Linked DNA regions of Bicyclus anynana: region 1 is linked to region 2. A link is a contact called in public Hi-C data. All regions are on one chromosome and are shown on one strand. Each heading gives the region's core, a stretch centred on a gene start, on an enhancer-like site or on the middle of the called end of the contact. The rest is flanking DNA. Distances are from core to core; before and after follow the strand shown. Region 1 holds the start of LOC112053027 (protein starmaker-like). Region 2 has its middle 27 kb from the start of LOC112053024.

What was found. Hi-C and Micro-C count contacts between places; a contact is called where the count stands out from the background.
Region 1: a Hi-C map of whole larva shows a contact between it and region 2, with 2.2 times the contacts expected there. The contact joins the promoter of LOC112053027 here to the enhancer-like site in region 2.

What each region holds. Positions count from the first base shown.
Region 1 is chrZ:7,493,048-7,498,807 of ilBicAnyn1.1, reverse strand. LOC112053027 (protein starmaker-like) reads right to left here and starts at 1,406. Exons shown (of 9, transcript XM_052890821.1): 1 at 1,108-1,406.
Region 2 is chrZ:7,455,714-7,461,275 of ilBicAnyn1.1, reverse strand. No RefSeq gene overlaps it. Among protein-coding and RNA genes, the nearest start is that of LOC112053024, 27 kb to the right of the region's middle. Within about 2 kb of position 4,000, at least 8 of the 8 cell types and tissues checked have open chromatin away from gene starts, as enhancers often do.

The sequences.
Region 1 (5,760 bases), core at 157-2,656, 40 kb before region 2:
GCGCAGATGGCGCGAGCGCAGGGTACGCTCGGCTGTGGCGCTGGCGCGGCGGCGGGCCACAGTGGACCGTATGCGGCGCGCATAGGGGCTAGGGGCCAGGCGAGACTCTCCCGACGCGAGCGCCGAGTTGTAAACAAACCGGGCGAGGGCAATGGCTGGCCACTCCCCGAGTCCCCGCGCTCGTCGCGCCGAACGACGCCATTCAACCGGGAAGTTCAAGCTTTATTTTTAGTTTCATGGAGCGGGCTCCGCCGTATTATAAAATATAACGGAATTCGCCGGCATTGGTAGTGAGTAGGTAGGTAACTATTTGTATGGGTATAGTTTTGTGCATTGCTTTTCCCAAAACAAAACGTGCTCTGCGTGAGTCATTGTTTTGAGAGTATAATGGCATGTAATTTAGGCACATAAATACATACATCCATAGAAATAGAGGCATCGCGAACAAGCATTTCTCGGAAGATAGATTTCTCTATGTAGATTTGTAGAACAATAGGTATATTATCCAAGGACTAACAGGACAGGTAATTTTTTGCGAATTATTAGTTACACGCCGTCAAACCGGTCCCGTAAAAAGTTCGCTGCACAATAATGGAAGGGACCGTCTCGATATGGCCAGGTGTGAGCGTCGGGGTCAATAAACTCCCTGTAATAAAACAAGTACTTAACTGATCGGTGTCGTCATCGAGATGTCTCACGCACGCGGGGTGAAGCACTTCCGCTGCGGCGACGCGACGCGTACTTATCTAACGGCATTGACATTGGAAATGCCGAGGCGCTGCCGAACCGTGCCGAGGCCAAGTGCGTGGTAGTGCCGCTCACGCGAGCTGTTGTCTTCGGCGATCGGCGTGGTCGGCGGCGGTGGAGCAGAGTCAATGACCCGAGGGCGAGAAGGGCGCGGGAGGGTGCGCGCGCACGCAGTGGTGCCCCGCCTTTATTTATTACGCTACGCGCGGCGCGCTCGGCGCCGGCAGCGCGGCGGGGCGGAGGCCGCATTCCGGGCGGCCGGCGGCCTGCCGCGCCTCGCCAGCCGGCCTCTGCTGAAAGTATGCGCCCGTTCGACTCCACACGCCGACTCTCACTCAAAAATAAGCAAACTTAACTTACTCGAACTCAAGGCGACCACGTGCGCCGACCTCGCGTACTACGTCGGCTGCGACCACGAGTTGAGAGTTCTCACACTGTCCATCGTGTCCAATTATTATCGCGAACTAACACGTCTACCGCACGAACTCAAATATTTTACTATCGAGTTAATTTAATTCATGATTCGAGTTAACACAGAAGTTCACATGGCGCGCGCGAAGTGTCGCCGCGGACGTACGGTTAGGCGTTGACTCAGGAAGCGGTGTGACGCATTAGTGAGCGCGCGGCGCGTTCGGTCCGCGGCGTACAGTATGCGCAAGCAAACGGGGCGCCGTAGAGAGCGCGGGGCGGGTGGAGGAGCGCCCCGCGCGCCCCTCACCCCCGGCGCAGTGCTGCCCTCTGCACCGGGCGGCGGGCTCATCGACCGCGCGACGCCCTCGCCGGCCCGCACGTATGCCTGCCGAGTGTAGATGTCGAGGCATGGCACTCACGCCGACCGCCAAACGCTCCCGGTTCCCGCCCGATCTGAGACAACAAACTGCCCAACTAATTACAACCTTGTCAAACTATATTACCATACACCTAACACCTAGCATCGCCACATTTGAACCCACTGACACAATTACGAATTTCGATAATAACGAAGTTATTGTAAACTAGCTAACGCCGCGCGATTTTACCCGCGTGGTTCCCGTTCCCGTAGGAAAACAGGGATAATATATAGCCTATAGCCTTCCTCGAAAAATGGGCTATCTAACACTGAAAGAATTTTTTAAATCTGACCAGTAGTTCCTGAGATTAGCGCGTTCAATCAAACATACAAACAAACTCTTCAGCTTTGTAAATTATTGTAAATTTAGAGTCAACGGTCGAGTGATCTAACACTCGTCCCCGCTAGATCATACATTAGAGTTTGAACCCGACAAGGACTTCCAGCTATGTCCCTACTTGTGCTTTATCTAATTGTTCCGACTAGCGCCCACGTGTAAACGGACACAATTTGAATTTTATCTTTTGTAAAAGTTCGAGACGCTGTGATGTCAGACCTTTGTTATTCTACAGAAGTTTGAAAGCTTAGAGTCGCATAATAATTACATGAATAAGTACTTACGTTAGGTAACGGCGACAGCATGGTATTGATGACTTTAGGAGATAGTAGGTTTCAAAGGTTGCAATCCCTCTGTCTGAATGCCAAGTACCTATATGAAGTATAATTTTTTATGTTCAATTTGTGGTATTACGAAAAACACCATTAAAGATTCAACTTTAATGGTCTTCAGCAAAACTTGTTGAAACAGGAGACTGAAGATATAATTTCTCATATCCTGAAAAAAATTAAAAAATACTTGAAAACTACAATAAAAAACTGATGAAGAAAATGGAATACATCTACTGTAGTTTGAATAGAATTTTAAAATTATTATAAGGACTCGTAGTTCCGCCTTTAGAACAAAGGTATATATATAGCTCTAAAAAAGAAAAAAACACAAATAATAAAAAGCGAATTAACTTCGTAAAAGCAGATGCAGTAATAAATTCCACAAGCAAACTCTGGTCAAAGTTTGAATATAAATGGACTCTATGAAAAACAATATGAAGTCTTAGAATCAAGAACAACAAAGTTCAGCATTTCATACCTATAACCGAATGGAGATCCAAAACCGCTTAGACTAACATTAGATCAACTATTAAACTAACCACTATCAACTACACAAATGTTGAGGGACTGAGGGTTTGCGTAAATATATCTACAAGACATTTATATTTATGAAAAACAGTTGAATTGAACTATACTACAGCTTTTCTTGATGAGGATTGTTTACCAACAAACAAATTTAAAATGAGGGTATAATCACTAGTCATTTCACATTTAATAATAATTATAATCAAGTTGATCTTAAATAAATGAAAATAAATTTGATAAATAAGCTTAGAACAATTAGATATGGTTAATATATTTCATGTAACATTTTATAAACAAACAATACATAATTTTAAATAAATAAGTTATGAAATGACATGCGTTTTCTACCCTCATTTCTAATTTCTTTGTTGGTAAACAGTACTCATCAAGAAAGGCTGTAGTATAAATAAATTTATTTACACCCTAATCATAATATCTCTCTTCTGTGATTTTCGAAACCGCGATCCCTATTATGGTTTAAAACCCCATCCAGAATGATGCTTCAAATAAACTTCAAATACCTTTACTTTAAGTAGGCTTAAATGTAATTAGTATGAGTAACATTATAATAATAAGATGTCTCAAGGAGAATTAATATGATTATTATTATTATAATATTAAGATGTCTCAAGTAGGATTTATTTGGAAGCTTCTTTGCAAAATTCTAATATTATGTTTACAAGAAACGAATCGCTTAATAACCAAATACGAGTGCAATGAGGTTTTGTACGAGTGTCTTAATATATTTTCCTTATTCGAGTAAATCTTAACCAAGTTAAGTCATAATTTAGTCAAATTAATTTAGAATTAAATTACTCTAAATGCGAATCATTTTTTACGAAAAGACTGTCGCACGACAATTATTGGCTTTTGAATTTTTGATTTTATCTTGAGAAAGAATACAATATGGAACTTAAGCTAACTTATCCTATCGATATACTTAGTCAATATTTCTTTTAAATATACGAGTAAGTATTTCTTAACATTGGCAGTAGATTGTAAAGACAGTTCATATTACTAAAGAAATCCTTTCTTTAGAGGCTCAATAGCTTAACGGTAAGAGCGGTCGGACTCATCGTGGTTCGCCCCGTTGGTCTATTGTCGTACCCACTCCTAGCACATTCATTCCCGACTAGTTGGAGGGGAATAGGAATATTGGTTATATTATAAAGCAAATATTCTTTTTTTAAAAAAAAATATGAACTGTCTTATATATTTAAGACGCAAATATATTTTGAAGACATAACATAAGTTGTAGCCTCACGTCAGGTGTCCAAAGAGGTTAATGGGAATGCAAACAAAGCTTGCTTGTATATTTATTTTACATCTACGTACCCATACCGTTATTGGTATTTTAAAAACTCGGCTGTGATATCACAACCTGACCTGGCCAGTGTACAATATTACTTACAGTCAGTAAAGTGTTTTACATCTAGACCTAACAGAGTCACGCGTCACCTATTACATTAAAATTAAACTAGCGGACGCCCGCGACTTCTAGACAAATCCCTCGGGAACCATGGATTTTTCCGGAATAAAAAGTAGCCTATGTGTCAATCTAGACTATTATCCATCTTTACTTCAAATTTTATGTGATTTGGTTCAGTAGCCGAGGCGTGAAAGAGTAACAAACATTCATATAATCAAAATCATCAGGTATACGCAAATCTCGAGAATCCATGGAATCTCCTATTAGACTTTATCTTCCATGGAATCATGGAAGGTAAAGTCTAATATAAATCTATTTCCATTCCAAATTTCAGCCAAATCCCTTCAGTAGTAGCGGCGTTAAAGAGTAACAAACATCCAAACAAACATCTTTCGCGTTTTTAATATTAGTAGGATTCATCATCACCATCTAAACAATGGGTGGATGTCGACTCGACGTTGGCCTTTTGTATATAATTCCAAACACAGTAGTCCTGTGCCGCCTGAAGTTAGCAAATACCTGCTACAATATGTTTTATATCATGAATCCATCTAAAAAAATGATGTAACACAGCGTTTTCCGATGCGTGGCCTTTCTAAAATCTTGGGACTTCAACGTACATCGGATCTTCAAACCGTGCCCATTGCCATTTGCGACTGGTCACTATATTGGTAACTTTAGTTCTTTCACGAATCTCCTCAGTCCTTGTTCTTGATACATGTATGTTCACGTAAGAATATTCAGGTCATATGACGTCAAAAAGTCGTTCATACCTTAAGCCAAGACCTCTTATGTGTGTGGCACACTGAACAAAGCACAGAAACGTGGTGGATCTGTTCTTCAAAAAAGCTGACTAAAGATTAAAGAATTACAGAACCATCTCGCTTCTGAGCCATGTATATAAATTGTTCTTGAGAGTCTCGCTCATAAAGTGAAATTCATAGACATTGTATGGGCACCCCCAGGGGAACATTCAGCCGCTGAGTGTCGAATTTAACCTCTATTTGAGAATTTGACACTCAGCGGGTGAATGCTCCTTTGGGGATGCCCTACAACGTCTATAATTTCCACTGTTAGATTCGAAGACATCCAGTCTCCCGAACAACAGGAGGGTAGTGGTAGGGGAGGGGTGGGATAGGGATAGGGCAAGGTAGGGTAGGGTAGAGGTAGAAGTAGGGTAGTGTAGGGTATGGATAAGGAATAAGTGCACATAAGTCAAAGCGAAGCTTGACCGGGTCATATAAACAAAATATGTGTATAAACAAAATATACATTTTAAATGTCATTGAATTTGATTCCTAAAGGCAGTGGATATAAATTTATAGCTAAGTACATTATGTTCATCTGTGGCAGGTCAAAAAAACGAAACAAATAACAAAAATACCAAAAAACCACTTGGCTATTTTTTCCCAAACCCATCATGACCCAAATTTCATAAATGCCTATCATACCTAAAAATTCTATTCTACCCTGTGATAGCCATTGTCTAAAATAACAATGGCTATGATGGGCGCTCGCTTCACAAGAAAAATTAAAAATGATTTTGCAAACTTCACGCTTA
Region 2 (5,562 bases), core at 2,751-5,250:
AACACATACACCATCACTTACCATCAGGTGAGATTGTAGTCAAGGGCTAACTTGTAAAGAATAAAAAAACCATAATTTTTCTTATAGGTAGCCACTTTTTACAACCACTGATCATGGGCGTCCATTATCTGGGTTTATTTTGGCAATTCTTGTGCACTCATGTATATCCATGTCTGAAATACTGCTTCCCGTTACCTTGCCTGTTTGCGCAATGATGCTATGTAAATTTTCGGTTTTATGTTCTGGTAGGCATTGAATTTCGAGATTACACATACGCGAGTGCTGCTCGATTACGTTGAGTCGGTTGTTGAGATCCTTAACAGCAGATTTCAGGTTTTCATTTTCCTCTTTAAGAATATTTACTTAAGAAAAGAAAGAAAGAAGGAAAGAAAATTATTTTATTTGGACACACACACACACATAATACACAAAAGACAACAAATACTTTAAAACTAAGAAAGTAAAAAAATATAATGAACTAATAAATTAGAGATATTAAACTAATAAAACTAAATTAAATCCAAAAAAATATAAAAAATGATGTGTGTGGTACCAAAATGGTCACCACTCAGCATGTGCTACGCTAGTGATGGATGCACCAGCGCAGCGCTGGTCTTCCGTGGAGCCATGTGGTGACGCGGGCGGAAACAACAAGAAGAAGTGTTACTAATTAATAATTAATAATAAGAACATAATAAATAATCATATAAATATATATATACCTTTATAATTATATTTTGTGTGTTTATTAGTGTGATAAATAAATAAATTATTAGTCGCGTAATCTTTCCTTGTAATTCCGTTTTAAAGTCTTCATATTGGTTACTGATGACACAAATAGCATCCTTTATTTCAGTGATTTCCATTGCCGTTTCTTTCGTTTTGCTATCTATTATTTTAATTATATTTTTTTCTATGTTACCTAATAAGATTTTCATTTCTTCTTGGATGAGGTGCTTGATGTTATCAAGTGTGAGATCGTCGTGATATTATATGCGACTATGAGTAACATAAGAAGCACCGGTTTCATGATTTTACAGTATTCTGGTTATCTATACTAATATTATAAAGCTGAAGAGTTTGTTTGTTTGTTTGTTTGATTGAACGCGCTAATCTCAGGAACTACAAGTCCGATTTGAAAAATTCTTTCAGTGTTAAATAGCCCATTTATCGAGGAAGGCTATAGGCTATATATTATCCCCAAATTTCAACGGGAACGGGAACCACGCGGGTGTAACCGCGCGGCGTCAGCTAGTATTTGATACGCAAAGGGTTATAGACTTAAAGGAATTCCATGCGAATTCGAAGAGATACGCTAGTAATTATACTTGGTGATTTTAATATGTATGTTAAATAGAATAATAGGTATATTAGTTTACATTACGCATGATTCACAACGGGAAATGTTTAATTTAAAGTATAGAAACAAAAGTTACCCAATTCTAAACATTTCTTGGCAACAGAAATGGCTATTCAACGTCCATTTAGGTACCAAAAATAATAATTGTTATTGTTAGTGTTCGCTGGTTTGTAATCAATGCAATGTTTGCATGTAATAAGACCCTGCAAAATGTACGCAAATAATAATTGGAAACGAATTCAATACTACCTTTGACTCTATTGATATATTTGAACTAGCTGCTACTACTTTGTAACTACCATCTAAGATTGCCAAAGAGGCAATTTTCAAACAAAATTATCCATTTTGTTTGATTCAATCATTGTTTAAGGTTCTATCCATAAATTACTGGGGAATATTTAGAAATTGTACAATTTATTTGTTCTAGCACAACAACTAAATATAAATATAAACGTTCAAATAAAACAAAAAGAAATTAAGCGGTAAAACTATCACAATATCTAAATAAAAAAAATAATAGTTACTATCGAAAAATAACAGAGTTGTTGTCGACCAACCAAAAACTACCAATTGATCAATCTACATTTGTGGCATATGATATGATATGTTATTATATTATGTACGTATGTATGATATGATATGTAATTATATATGAAATATCCCCTGACAACATATTCTTTAAAAGCTGGCTAAACATGCACCAGGTTCCAAACATAAAATAATTAGTATAGAGATAAAAAAATTGTAGTTGAAACTAATATAGGTAATAATTTTGGATTCTTATTTATAATATTTATTCCTTTGTGTTCCTGATATTTATTTCTTATTTTAATTCTGACTCTTGGTTCAATTTTGGTTTGCTTTTCTGTAGTACATTACTCAATGTACATTGTATATTTTGTATATAGGTCTCTGGCCTGAAACACACTAAACAACACACTGAACACGATAAACACTTGTCCTTTTTTAGTAATTAGTTATCTTTATTATTTTCATATACTGCAGTGAGTGTAAAAACTCATTAACAGTGCAGTCAGTTTTGAATTTATCTTAATCCTGTTAGGTATTTCACCGCTCTGTGTCATCCACAGATGTCGAGCTTTGTGGAATCCATTATGCATTATCGCATGACTTTGTACCTAGATAAGCACACTGTAAAGCGGCTTGATTTTATTGTAAGCTTCTTCTAAGACCTAGAATGCTTTAGAATCCTAGATTTATGTCACATTATCGCAAGCACGACAGCACATCAAGACCATTTGCGGCATTAAATTAATGCTATATCTAGATCCAAAATTAAAATGGAGATTTAAAAATTCAACCACGACTAATAGAGTAAGCGAGGCAGACCGAATATGGCGGTAAAATCTATGAATAAATTAATCTCATACCTTGATCTGAATTAAGAATGAAGATTTTAAAAATTCAGCTGCCTCGAATATGGTAAACGATGCAGACAAGCTTATCTCCGGTTTCTGATGTCCTTAATTATAGTATGGTACTACAAATACAATTTGTATACATTACACAGGTAAATTGTAGTTATATGAATAAATACAATTTACTGTATATTATACAATAGGCTTAACATACCAAAGCCTACCCTGCGAAGACATTTGAAGGGTATGAATGTAAAAACAAAAATTGGAAAACCTAATGATATGATATGAATTTTGTTTTTCCTAGGTTTTTAAATTTTATTTTCATACAGGTTTATAATTTTATTAAGCTTAAAGAATTACTAAATTAGGAAAAAAAATGTCAGTTAAAAACTAATAACTAAATAAAGTATTATAATTGATTTCAAATTATATAGTCATGTGATCTCATGTAGTCAAGTATTTTTCTTTACAGTTTATTTTGATTATTATCTAAGTACGAATTAGGGTATTGGTGGTACGAGTTAGGCGACCAGGTGCCTAAATCGTAAAAAAAACGCTAAAATACCTTTTTAAATACAAGATTTTAATTTTTTTATGATTGTTGATTGAAAGTCAGATAAATAAAGATTTCGTAGTCACATACCATTTAGTTTTATTTTAAATGCAGGTTATATTACAGCGATATTTCCTTAGGGGGTACGATTTAAGCAACCTTACCCTATACAGAATCCTAGATTGTTAATAACTATAATAGCTATACAAGTTAAGCTCACGTGAAATGGTGGCAAAAATACTGACTATATTTCCGCGTTGGATAGCTAGACAGCTAGACTGATCCGAAATAAGAATGGACATTTAAAATTCAACCAATATTTCACCTCTAACAGAATAACCGAGGCAGACTGAGATATGGCCGTATAATCCAGGAATAAATACAATATATAGAACCATAAAATTATTTGTGGCAGACAAGATATCTTGATCCGAAATAAGAATAGCGAATTTTTAAATCAATCACCTCTAATAGAGTTAAGGTTTCTGAAGTTATTGCTTGCTATTTCAGTAGGTATATGACCATATAAGCCGTGTATAAACATAGGTAAATACATATGTAAGATGATCTGTTTGTTGATTACCAACCAAGTAAGTTCCTATGATAGAAACTAAATATTTGTGCTGACGTCTGTATTGATTCAAGAAAGGGCGCTTGAACGGTTCACGGCGGCCGTCATATGTGTCCACCGCAGGTTGTCCAACGGCTTTTCGCCGCGGCGAGGAGCGCGGTCAACGCTCGGCAAACTGCCGGACTTACAGGTTGAACATGGGGCAATGGAATCTGCGGGGGACAAAAAAGACACGCCCGCGCCGCCCGCCGTGCGCGCCGTTCGACTACTAAACAACGGCACATGGCCATAACTACTCGTACTATTGCCCATTCTGTGGCACGGCATGCCGCACCGCACCGCGCCGCTTCGCATCAACCAACGCGTGATACTACCGTCATTTCACACACCACAATGTTGATTAAAGTTAACCCCACACTGCCACGAGAGACGCATGTTTTGCTCTAAATAATTAGTAAGTATATCCTGCGTCAAACTTCTAGTCCACTCTGCAGTTGGAACGAATGAACTGCGCTGGATTTGCAATCCCGTTGAGATCTTGCACACTGCCTTGTCTTCAGAGTGATACTAGTAGTGTCAGCGTTACAATGTACCAGCATCCGATATATATGCATTCGATTTGTGTTATATGCATGAATACAACTTGCTCCAATACTTAGTAAACTGTAAGCGATATAAAAACTATAAAAAATAACGTTGAAAATAAATGCATTCTCATGTTTTTTAGTTCAAAGATTTTATTAGACAAAGGGAATAATTATTTAAATATTTAAATTGTTAAGTGTACAAATATCTATTCTTCGAGTGGGATATTCTCATTTTTAGAATTTTATAAAGCCTCAACAATGAAAACAAACGAATAACGTCCCAGTGTACCTATAAACGATGATTATTATTTCTTCCTATTAGGTAGGTACCTACTGTAAAACGCAATGTTTGTGTCTCACAGGTTTTGTGCGGCACCTACGATCCATGCTGCAGTCTGCGATCATCCTAAATAAGGCTGTAAAACTTATTCGAGGCGCTGGTTATAAATATACACCTGCACTTGAATTCAACGAATAGATTTTTAGTTCAACGATTTCATCAGATCGTAGGTACGTGTACTCGTAAATACTAAGTAGGCATGTTGTTTAGCTCTAATTTATATTCGCCTAGCTAGTGAAAGGGTTGGCTATAATATGATCCTACCATAGCTTAGTGTCTTTTACGTTATGCTTGTCTAATGAAGTAGTTACTTAAGTTTATTTTATGATCGACTATTACGTTGCATCCAACCTTTATTGCCTAATATATTTTTTTTATGGTCCATAAACTTGCGCTTGACTACAATCATGCCTGATAAAAAGCAATGTTGAGTTCTAGCATGGGACGCGCTTGCCTAGTCTAGTGTATAATCACTCTTGCCTTGAAGGTATTACTTAGGTTATAGGTGGCAGAAAACTCAGACGCCGTAAGAGCATTCTATACCTTAGGAGTTCGGATAAAAAAGTTTGAATGTTAGAGCGCTTTTCCACCAGAGATGTGCTATGCAGCTATGCTGCGAAGATGTGTGACCATTTCCACCTATATATACTAAGCTATGTAGTTATGCGAGAAAGATGCGCAGCTCGAGTTACGAGTATGCGATGTATCGATAGCAGAGCATAGCACGCATCCATTCATATAAAAAACATATCTTAGTTGAATCCGTGTC